3 separate regions of the Mus musculus genome follow, and regions 1 and 2 are each linked to region 3. Evidence: chromatin contacts called from public HiChIP or PLAC-seq data. All regions are on one chromosome and are shown on one strand. The core of a region is the stretch at or near the end of the contact, and the rest is flanking DNA. Distances in the headings are between cores, read along the strand shown.

Region 1 (3,373 bases), core at 34-2,533, 450 kb after region 3:
AGATGACATCACCGGCTCTGCTGCCTTTTTCATGTTGCCGTGTTCTCTGAGAAGGGTCCTTGTGATGGCAGTGATGTCTGAAGATATTCCAGCATAATCTCTCTCTCTCAAAAACCTTGACACCTTCAAGCTGTGGGGTCTCTTCTCCTCTGTCAGGAATCTTACATAGATTTGCAAGTACCAGTGATTAGCACTTGGACCCCTTGGAAAGACATTCCCGTGCCTCTACAACGACTTAGCCCCAATTTTGGTTGACAGGAGAGTCAGAGCTAAGCGATTGGACTGAATGTTGCATCAACAACGTGGCTGTTTTCATATAAATAAGGCATGCTTCCTTGGTACTTCCTGCCAGACATACTCCACCGATTTTTCCCCCACAGGGTAAGGTAGCATGCCTGAGAATTTTCTTAACAATACAGATTGCTCGCTACCTGTCACCATGGAATTCATTTCATCGCTTAGACCACAGCTTTTAGCACATTAGGGGTCCACAGTGCCCAGGGATTAGTAATTTACCATCTTTTGCTATGAGGATGCTCTCTGGGTCCCCTAGTGATCTGAGTCTATGAATTTAACCCTGGTTTTGCTTAAAAATCTCTGAGGGAACTTACTGACTTTGATAATCATAAAAATGTCCCCGCATCATTGCTTTCTCCTGACTGGCTTTATTTCCTTTTTCAAGTTCAAGCAACACAAAGTACACTTAGCTCCTGGATTTTATATCTTGTGACGTGTACACATCAGACTTCATTGTTGCCAGTAGGCGGGTGAAAATTGGGAACCAGGGGATCAGTTCCCCTGGTTCCTGATATCATCAAAGACCAGCGTTCTATGTTATATTTCCTGTATTAGGGGTAGTGTTGCCAGCTGGGAACAGATTGCATTCCACCCATGCGATAAAGGCCAGTGAGTCCCAGTCTTGTGCCCCATAAGAGCATTCACAGGCAAAGATTTTTCCCTGCTTAATTAGAATTTGTCTCGGTGAGCTCATTAGGCCTTGAGAGCTCAGGGATGCTCCTACATGGCGCACACTTTTCTTTCTCTCCTTCTTCTTATAGTTTGGCACAGCCTTGTCAACAGGTGTGATCAACACTAAGGAAGCATGCAGTGCCAACACCCCTGTTCTGGTCCAGGATGAGAACCCACCACTGAAAAGATGGCATTCACAGCCGCAGGCAGACTGCCATGAAATCGTTGTTCCTTGGCACTGGTGCCCATGGAGAGTGTCTAGGCAACTTTTGATTGGGCACCATGCCCTCCAAGCAGATGGGCATGAATGTAGGCAGGCAAGAGACCATTTATTTATATCAACTGTATTTGCTGAGGGCAGGGTTCCCAGCTGGGAACATCAAAACAGCTCTTTGTCCTGGCTGTCTGAATCTCTGATGGAGGTGATGCAGCCTTGCAAATTCAGCTAGATTAATTTTGAAAAGTAAAAACAATGTTTCTATGGACACCGGGGGACATTTTTGGCTCCCATCAATGGTTCAGAGCACAGAGCAGGCTGGGCCCAAGTCATTTAATAAAATCTCCAATCCCTGTTTGGATTTGGTGGGAAGGAGCCAAGACAGCTTTCCAAACCAGGCCAAATTTACGTGAACAGAGTTAGCCCCACATGGAAGGCAGCTTTGTGAGTCCTTTTACACACAATGATGAGTGGCTCCCAAAGAAAATGAAGCTGAAGTCACCCAGACCGGAGCGCTAGGGAAGCATAATGACCGAGCCTACTTTCCACTGCACTGGCTTTGTAGGCTGCCATTAACCTTTATGTCGTCCCTCCTGTAAATGAGGCACTGGATCAAGTGTGAGCTGAGAACACCAGACAGACAAGGAGGTTGACTCCAAAGGGAGCTTGAATCGGCTTCATGGATAAGCGTATACATTCCATATAAGAATTTTGCCAGCATTCTAGACATCTGAGTGGGTATAGTTTTGTTTTGTTTTGATTTTTTTTTTACCAAGGAAGATAACCTAAATATTAATATTGCCAAAGAAGAGTATATCATTTCCTTGTAGAGCATTTGGCACTTGTACTGGGCACTTTGCATGTGATCTTTTGATCATATTTTACAGTAGTTCCAGGGAAACGGTTGCTATTCAGATCCCAGTACAGGTGAATAAACTAAAACATAGAGTGGTGTGTTAATTGAATTTTTGCTATAAAAACACCTAAGAGCAGCTAACTTTATTTATTAGGCTTACTAGACATAATCTACCCCATGACCTATCTTTTCTATGAGTCTCATTCACTGATGGCCATTGGATTCAACATTCTATTCTACAGATAGTTGTAAGGCCGTGTTTACTGCCACTCTGTTTACAAGGACTAGGGGATGGTAACAACCTCAATGTCCTTCAACTGACAAATGAATAATAAAAATGAGGTAAATATGCACCACCGGACACAAGTCAGCTACAAAGAAGTATAAAGTTGTGAAGTTTGCAGGTAAGCGCATGGAGCTAGAAAATATATTGAGTGAGGTAGACCCAGAGAGGCAAACACTGAGTATCCTCTCTTATCTGTGGTTCCAAATCTTCAGATCAGACAGAAACAATCAAAGAAAACCATGATTTGTCAAAAGACAGAGAACAATTAATCTGGGGAGCCTGAGTCCCAGTGAGTTTATCTACATACAACTCCTGTACCTAAGGCTTAGGAAAAAAATCACAGAAGAGCTGAGGACAGAAAAACTGTAAAAACCAGAGGACCAGGGAGTCTGCTATGAGGCTGTGCCTTCTTAAAGTCAAGGGGAGGTACACCCACAATATCACAATAATATGGCTTCCTAACAATAACCTAACCTTGACAATAACAATAGACATTTAAGTGTGGAAGGAGGAAATATCAAGGACCCCCCCCAAAAAAAAACAACCCTAAAGATAACTAATGAGCACTGAGAGAGGGAGAATTTCTATTTCCCAGAGGTGAGCCCCCTAAATGATTAGACAATACCAAATGATGAGTCTTGAGATCATATGCATACAAGAGCACAAACTCCTGAGGTTGTATTTGCATAGATACCTTTATGTATGTGTATGTATGTGTGTATGTGTATGCTGTGCATATGTAACTAATAATCAAAGAAAACTGAACTGGAGAGATAATGGAGGGTCAGGAGAGGTTGGATAGAGGAAAGAAAAATGGAAATGATGTAATTACATTCTAATTAATAATTATTGAGGAAAACAGAAAGTATACAATGTTGTTGGCTTACGGTAGGATGGCATGAACACTGGCTAAGCCTACAGAAGGATCTATGTCTGCATCATATCCTGGTGGAAATTTGTGCATAAAGACATCACATGGCAAGGCAAGAAGCCAGAGAGGCTGGGTGACCCATGATTTCTTCTAATAGCAGACTCCTACCACCCT
Region 2 (3,502 bases), core at 190-2,689, 280 kb after region 3:
TTCTAAACATCTGTTCTGAGAACATACAGCCAGATGCATATAGGTGCTGACGGTAAGGAGCGTGGAAAACGTTTTGCTCTTACAGGTGGGGCTGTTTTACCCCGCAACATTTTAATACACTAGCATTTACTTAGGATTCTCCCACCGCGGTTAGACATTTTGGTGATATTCAACTCTCTGCTCCTAAATATAAATCTTCAGAGGTCATCTTTGTCTGTGAAAGGTTTTTCTACACACAGTATTTTTGAGAGAGCATTAACTTGGGGCTTGTTTTCTGCGTTTACACTGAAACTCCCATTCACTCTAAGCATTTACTTCTCTCTCACTTTTTTTCCTTTCCTTTACCAAACTGAAGGAAAAAAAAAAAAACAATGAAATTGGTTCTGTTAATATCTGTAAAGAGCTTAAGAAAGTCCCACACATAATAAACTCTCAGTGAATACTACTGTTATTTCCATGGAGATTAATTACAGATTTCTAGTTGTTCGTGAACACCCACGTGCAGATGGTAAGCCTGATTCTGTTCCCTGCTTCAGATTCCAGAATGGCACTGGGTATACGATAGGTGATGCATGGAATTCGAGGAGACCAGGACTTAACTTCCTTGTTGACAGCTGTTGGGTTATCTAGCACAAGTTAGCACTTAATGTATCATTGAATGCATATCTATTTCTAGAAAAGGAAAAAGAAAAATAATTCAATGTATAGTATGTTGCATGTATTATATCATATATAATACATATATGGTATATACATATATGTATTATATATAAGTGCCCAGAGGATGGAGAAGATAGATGATAGATGAGAGAGAGAGAGAGAGAGAGAGAGAGAGAGAGAGAGAGATGATAGAAGATAAATAGATGCATACATATATGATACATACATAGACAGACAAGTGATTGATAGATAGATGATAAATAGATGATAGATAGATAGATAGATAGATAGATAGATAGATAGATAGATAGTAGAACAGAAAGAAGGGAAAGTATCTATGTAAGGTGAGTGACAAGCCAGAGGCCTGGGGAAGTCCAGTGCAGGTATAAGCCACAGTGGCCTATATCTGACTTGATGCCACTCCTCTGACTACCATGCTGCACAAAAGGCCCACAGCTTGTCACTTCCAAGGCTATCATGAGAGTTAACACTTCAGTTAGAGACACAAAGCCTGAAGCAGCCTTTCTGCCTGGCATCTCAGAGGCCCCTAATAAATGGTAACTAGTAGTATTAAAATTAATCACAGTAATCAGGCTCCACAATAAAAACTGACACAGGGCTTATCAAACGAATTCTCTCCACCGCATGAAAGAAACATGAGAACAAACCCAAATTAGCTTCCTGTTTTCCAGCAGTCCGTGGAAGAGACTGTCGAAGGTCACAGCAGCCATCTCCCAGGGAAAGAAAATGACACGGAACACTGGGCCTCTGCTCACTGACAGTGAATGCCCACCCAATTAAGCGGATTAAACATTCACTCCTTGTGATGAAAACGCCCTGTGCAGCTGAGCTAGGCCGCCTCCTCTGCTTCCTCATCCAGAGCCTCTATCTGTTAAATCGCCCTTCCTTTCCTTTCCACATTCAGGAAATAATTGGCACTTGTTTAATGCCAAATTTACATTTGTTTTGCATGGGAACAAAATTTGCTTGCAAACAGCTATGTCTGTGAGCAAATGGGCATTTGTGCTGGTAAATAAAATAGACATGCAGTTTTCTGGTATGCAGATGTATTATTCAACAAAACAAGCAGCAATGGCCTTTAATTTTCAGTTATCTCTGAGTACTTAGGCAGAGATCATAGCCAGAAAAGCACCCCTTTTTGTCATTTAGACCTATTATGGGGGTTTCCCTACACATTTGTTTCAGATCCGTGTTATTAGAGATAACTACAGTTTTAGAAGCTTCTAGATGAATCTGAAGCAATCTACAGATTTAATGAACATTCGCTGAGCTCCTACTTGATGCTGCTTCATACAGGGTAGGTCACAGATGGATTTGCGTTATCCACCTTTTCAGGAACACAAAGCATGCAGTGAGTCGGCTAGGACCTCGGCGGTTGCTCTGACTTAAATGTTTTCAAGAAACTTATGTGTTAGAAACTCAGTTCCCAGTATGATGGTGTTGAGAGGTGAGGCTCAAAGAAGCTGATCAGATGGCCAGGGCTCCTCTGTCCTCATGATTGCACCATGTTCTCACATGTTGGGACTATAAACTCCAGAGTGTATTTGTGATGAAAACTATGATGGCTCTTCACTTGTTCTTTGCTTCTTGTCCTCTCTCGGACTCCGCCCATCTGTCATGAATGATGTCATGTAAAAAACCATTCTCTCAGACTTGAGATGAACCCCCAGCCATTGGAAACAATGGCCAAATTGTTTTTTTCTTCCTCCCGTCTCCCTCTTTCTTTCTTTCTTTCTTTCTTTCTTTCTTTCTTTCTTTCTTTCTTTCTTTCTTTCTTTCTTTCTTTCTTTCTTTGATGTTGTCTATCCTATCATTGTCTCCTTCTCCTCCTCTTCCTCTTCCTTTTCCTCCTCCTCCTCTTTCTCTTCCTCCTTCTTTTTCTCCTTATTCTTCCTCGTCTTTTTGCTGCACATGAAGGTCAGAATATACCTTCGGTGTCCATCTTGACCATCTATATTCTTTTTTTTTCATTTTTTTATTAGATATTTTCTTCATTTACATTTCAAATGCTATCCTGAAAGTCCCCTATACCCTCCCCCTGCCCTGCTCCCCTACACACCCACTCCCACTTCTTGGCCCTGGTGTTTCCCTGCATATAAAGTTTGCAAGACCAAGGGGCCTCTCTTTCCAATGATGGCTGACTAGGCCATCTTCTGCTACATATGTAGCTAGAGACACGGCTCTGGGGGGAGGGAGTCCTGGTTAGTTCATATTGTTGTTCCACTTATAAGGTTATAGACCCCTTCAGCTCCTTGGGTACTTTCTCTAGCTCTTCCATTGGGGGCCCTGTGTTCCATCCAATAGATGACTGTGAGCGTCCACTTCTGTATTTGCCAGGCACTGGCATAGCCTCACAAGAGACAGCTATATCAGGGTCCTTTCAGCAATTTCTTGCCGGCATATGCAATAGTGTCTGTGTTTGGTGGGTGATTATCAGATGGATCCTTGGGTGGAGCAGTCTCTGGATGGTCCATCCTTTCATCGCAGCTCCAAACTTTGTCTCTGTAACTCCTTCCATGGGTATTTTGTTCCCTATTCTAAAGAGGAATGAAGCATCCATGCATTGGCCTTCCAATGAATTTATGAAATTCTTAGGCAAGTAGATGTATCTGGAGGATATCATCCTGAGTGAGGTAACCCAGTCACAAAAGAACTCAGTTGATATGCACTCACTGATAAGTGGATATTAACCCAGAAACATAGAATACTCTAGATACAGTTTGCAAAACACAAGAAAATCAAGAAGGAAGATCATCTATATTCTTGAGACTAGGTCTCTTGTTTACAGCTGTGTACTGACAAACTAGCTGAGCCAGGAGCT
Region 3 (3,289 bases), core at 587-3,086:
AGGATGAGAGGCGACAGGTTCCCTCGAAACTGTAGCCAATGGGCAGCACTAAGAGCTGGGCTTAGATGCTGTCAACTCTACTGAAATCCAGGGCTTTTCTGTAGAAGATTTTTGGTTTCACAGGATATGCTTCTGCTATTTTATTATTAAGATCGTCATAACACAAAGCTGTCCATTGACAGAGAGCACATCCTTTAAAATGAGGTGTGTGGAATCCGATTATGAACAGGGAAGAAATGAGCTACAAGATCCTCTTGCTTTCTTCCCGCTTATACATGAAGATTGGGTGCCTCTAGTGAGAAAATGTTTACAACTTCATTTTTCCTCTTTGTTCAGGTGGAGTCAGTTGACATCTTGAGTCAACTAGAAGCACCTTCTCCCCTACCCCCCACCCACCAAGCAGAGAGCGCACGACAGGCTTTTCAGATGTCACCAAGTTAAGCAATTTAAACTTCTGGGTTTCTAAAGCCTGTATTAATTGGTTAGAGTTTGAGTCAAATCAGCATTAGTTGAAATGGTTTCAAAATGCTGGAATTTAGGACAAGAGACATTGTACTTTTGCATGCCCTTCCCACTCCCATGCAGAGTTTTCTGAAACACCCTGATGTCATGTCATCTACTTACTAGTTTGCTTATAAAAAATAAATAAAGCAAACCCTAGCTACTTAGGAGAAACTGTTCGGCAGTGCATAGCTGTGTTCTACATGTCTCATTACCATTAACAGCCATGCATGACTAAACCTCCTTCTACTGCTTTGAGTATTTACCCTCTGGCTTTGTGAAGTGATGCCTGAGTGTGGCTTTTACAAAGGAATTTCATAACCATCTATGCTCTGTGCAGCACACCTACCATTTCGGAATATGCACAGTTCTCCTTGGGGGAATCTTGGCAACAATTAAGAGTGTTCAGTGAAAGTAAAGTACAAGTAGTGAGCCTTTTCTGGTTCACCTCTTGCCTTAACTTAGGGACAAGCTACCTTTATTTTATTCTATTCCCCGTTTTCCACTAGTGTCATATAACCAATCGCAAAGCCTCCTTTTCTACACTATAAAGGAAAAGCAGGCCATTCAGCTGACACCCAGAGTTGAAAACTAGAAGCATGGTGTGGTCTGTTGAGGTCCAGGGATTTAAAGGATCAAGTCTGCTATCTGAATCTTCAGATCCACCAAGGAGAAGGGAGAATGAGCATTTTCTCCCTCCTCCAAGTTTTTGTAATTTTGCAAGATTTAGCCACTGGTGGGGAACTAGAGATGAGAGACATTTGGGGGACTCTTGAGAAAGCAATAGAGTTTATGAAAAAAGGGACAGGGAGATCAAAGAGAGTTCAGCCCTTAGGGAAGCAGGTTTACTGGGGTGGCATTTTATAGAGGGTATTTTAAATGGGTTTTACCCCTATGCACAAGATTGGGACCCTTCTGGTTAACAGACCCCATCTGTACTGAAACATCTTTATTTACAGTCAGGGCATTTGAAATAACCTTGATTTTCATCTTCTTCTTCCCTTATTAAATTGGCAGCCCTGCGCTAAGTCTTCCTCTTCTAACCCTTTCTAAGCCTTCATTTCTTCCCAGAGAAAGAAGTCATTTACCTTCAAATGTCACATTTCAGGACTAGTAGCTAAAGTCCCTCTTTGTAGGAAAAAAAATGCAGGCTTAGCTTCTGTCATGAGATCATCTGTCTCAGCCCCATTTATTTCTCCTGGGTGATGAGAAGACCTCTGCTTCTCTGTAAAAAGGCGCTAGGAAAGAAGGAGTTAAAGTGAAGGCAGGCTCGCTGGTTTGCTGAGATCTGTCAGAGGCTGACTGGCTGGCTACATATCTGTCTCTGGAACAATAGGTACCTATATTCTGCACGGGCTTCTGGGCAGGCAGCACTAACACTCAGGAGAAGGTCTGCCTCTGTCTGCGCCTTCCTGGTGAGAATCCCCCCGTAACAGTTCTAGTTTTCAGAGGGGACAGAGAGAAAGAGAGTGAGGTGGGGGGGGAAGGCTGTCTACTCTGTTGATGAAGGACAAAGCTTTGATCATTTTTGTTCAGGCTTCACTTGGCTAGAGGTTTTAGGTTCTTAGACTCCAGTCAGTAGTTGTGTTGGCTTTCTTTCTTTCTCTTAGTCTCTCTGTAGTGTGCTTCTCTCTCTCTCTCTCTCTCTCTCTCTCTCTCTCTCTCTCTCTCTCTCTCTCTCTCTCTCTCCCCTTTCACATTCTCCTTCTGTTGCCCTCCCTCTCTCATTTCTCCTCATAGGTTCAATGCAGGCAGATGAGTGTCACAGATGTAACTGAGGCACTGAATAATCAACATATCGGAGCCAATTCCCAGGACGGCAAGAGGGGGAACCGGCAGAGATGACTGACCCTGGAGGACAAGAGCATTCTTCTGACAAGTTTTAGGTAAGGGAATATTTATATACAATTCGTTCGGAATCTTTGTGCCTGAGAGAGACATTTGTGATTAAGAAAAAGGAAGTCACTATAGGTAAATATCTTTGAGAGGGTACCCTCCCTGGTGTCCCTGGCTTGCAGAACCTGTCAGTGTAAATGCCTGCTTTGTGTTACTAGACTCTTCAGAGGTGAGGTGTGTGCGGGGACTGGAGGAAGGGTGAGCTGCTTTTTATGTCTGTGTGGTGACATTTATCATGCTGTTTAAATCTGTATCTGTAGAAAAAAAATAGAATTTCTGTTTGACGATAGTATCGTTTTTTTTTTGTGCAAGGCAGAGCATATGGCTGTGCAGAATTCAAGTGGCGTTCTTTCATTCTTAATTTGTAATTATTTTTACACTCAACAGTACTGAGGTCAGAGAGTTTTAAAAATTAATGAGATTCCCTGTGGAGTTCAAATAGTAATATCTACAGTGAGCCTCCACAAAGAGATAAGATTAGGCCAGTATATTTTTGCTATAGATTTGGCTGTCTTACTTTGAATACACGCCATCTGAAAGCATATGTAGGGTTCAATAGTTTCTGGGAGTTGCTGTGATTTGGAGACTAGCCCTTAATTTAATGTTTAGTGACCAGGAGCCATGCAGTCCCAGTTAGAGTGCTGAAGATGAACACGGTGAGCGGAGACATTCCTAAAACTTCACAGACATTATTGTCATGACAATGGAGGGTATCTTAGACTTTCGAGGAAATAGCAAATGATGAATGAGGCGCGTGCTAAGAAGAGGAAAAAAATCTGCAAATGTATTTTTATTTTAAGTACTGTGTGAAAATTCTATGTAGAAACGGCTATTTAGGATCAAAGATTGCTGGTCTGAACAAAGAGGCAAGGATCTGTACAGGTGAAAATTT

Evidence for each region. HiChIP or PLAC-seq counts read pairs in DNA pulled down with a chosen protein or histone mark.
Region 1: an H3K27ac HiChIP or PLAC-seq map of neural progenitor cells shows a contact between it and region 3, with 8 times the contacts expected there. The contact joins the enhancer-like site here to the promoter of Rmst in region 3. A contact is called at or near these places in 6 of 115 datasets of contacts at active chromatin or transcription factors (astrocytes, embryonic fibroblasts, embryonic forebrain and 3 more).
Region 2: an H3K4me3 HiChIP or PLAC-seq map of embryonic forebrain shows a contact between it and region 3, with 4 times the contacts expected there. The contact joins the enhancer-like site here to the promoter of Rmst in region 3. A contact is called at or near these places in 4 of 484 Hi-C or Micro-C datasets (cerebral cortex, cortical neurons, embryonic fibroblasts and 1 more), 2 of 115 datasets of contacts at active chromatin or transcription factors (embryonic forebrain and neural progenitor cells) and 1 of 9 other capture datasets (embryonic stem cells).

What each region holds. Positions count from the first base shown.
Region 1 is chr10:91,718,056-91,721,428 of GRCm38.p6, reverse strand. No RefSeq gene overlaps it. Among named protein-coding and RNA genes, the nearest start is that of Gm31592, 170 kb to the left of the region's middle. Within about 2 kb of position 1,283, at least 36 of the 459 cell types and tissues checked have an H3K27ac peak or open chromatin away from gene starts, as enhancers often do. A contact at or near this core is called in neural progenitor cells, where this site is marked.
Region 2 is chr10:91,879,683-91,883,184 of GRCm38.p6, reverse strand. No RefSeq gene overlaps it. Among named protein-coding and RNA genes, the nearest start is that of Gm31592, 7.4 kb to the left of the region's middle. Within about 2 kb of position 1,439, at least 13 of the 459 cell types and tissues checked have an H3K27ac peak or open chromatin away from gene starts, as enhancers often do. A contact at or near this core is called in embryonic forebrain, where this site is marked.
Region 3 is chr10:92,163,725-92,167,013 of GRCm38.p6, reverse strand. Rmst (rhabdomyosarcoma 2 associated transcript (non-coding RNA)) reads left to right here and starts at 1,836. Exons shown (of 13, transcript NR_028262.1): 1 at 1,836-1,916; 2 at 2,242-2,387.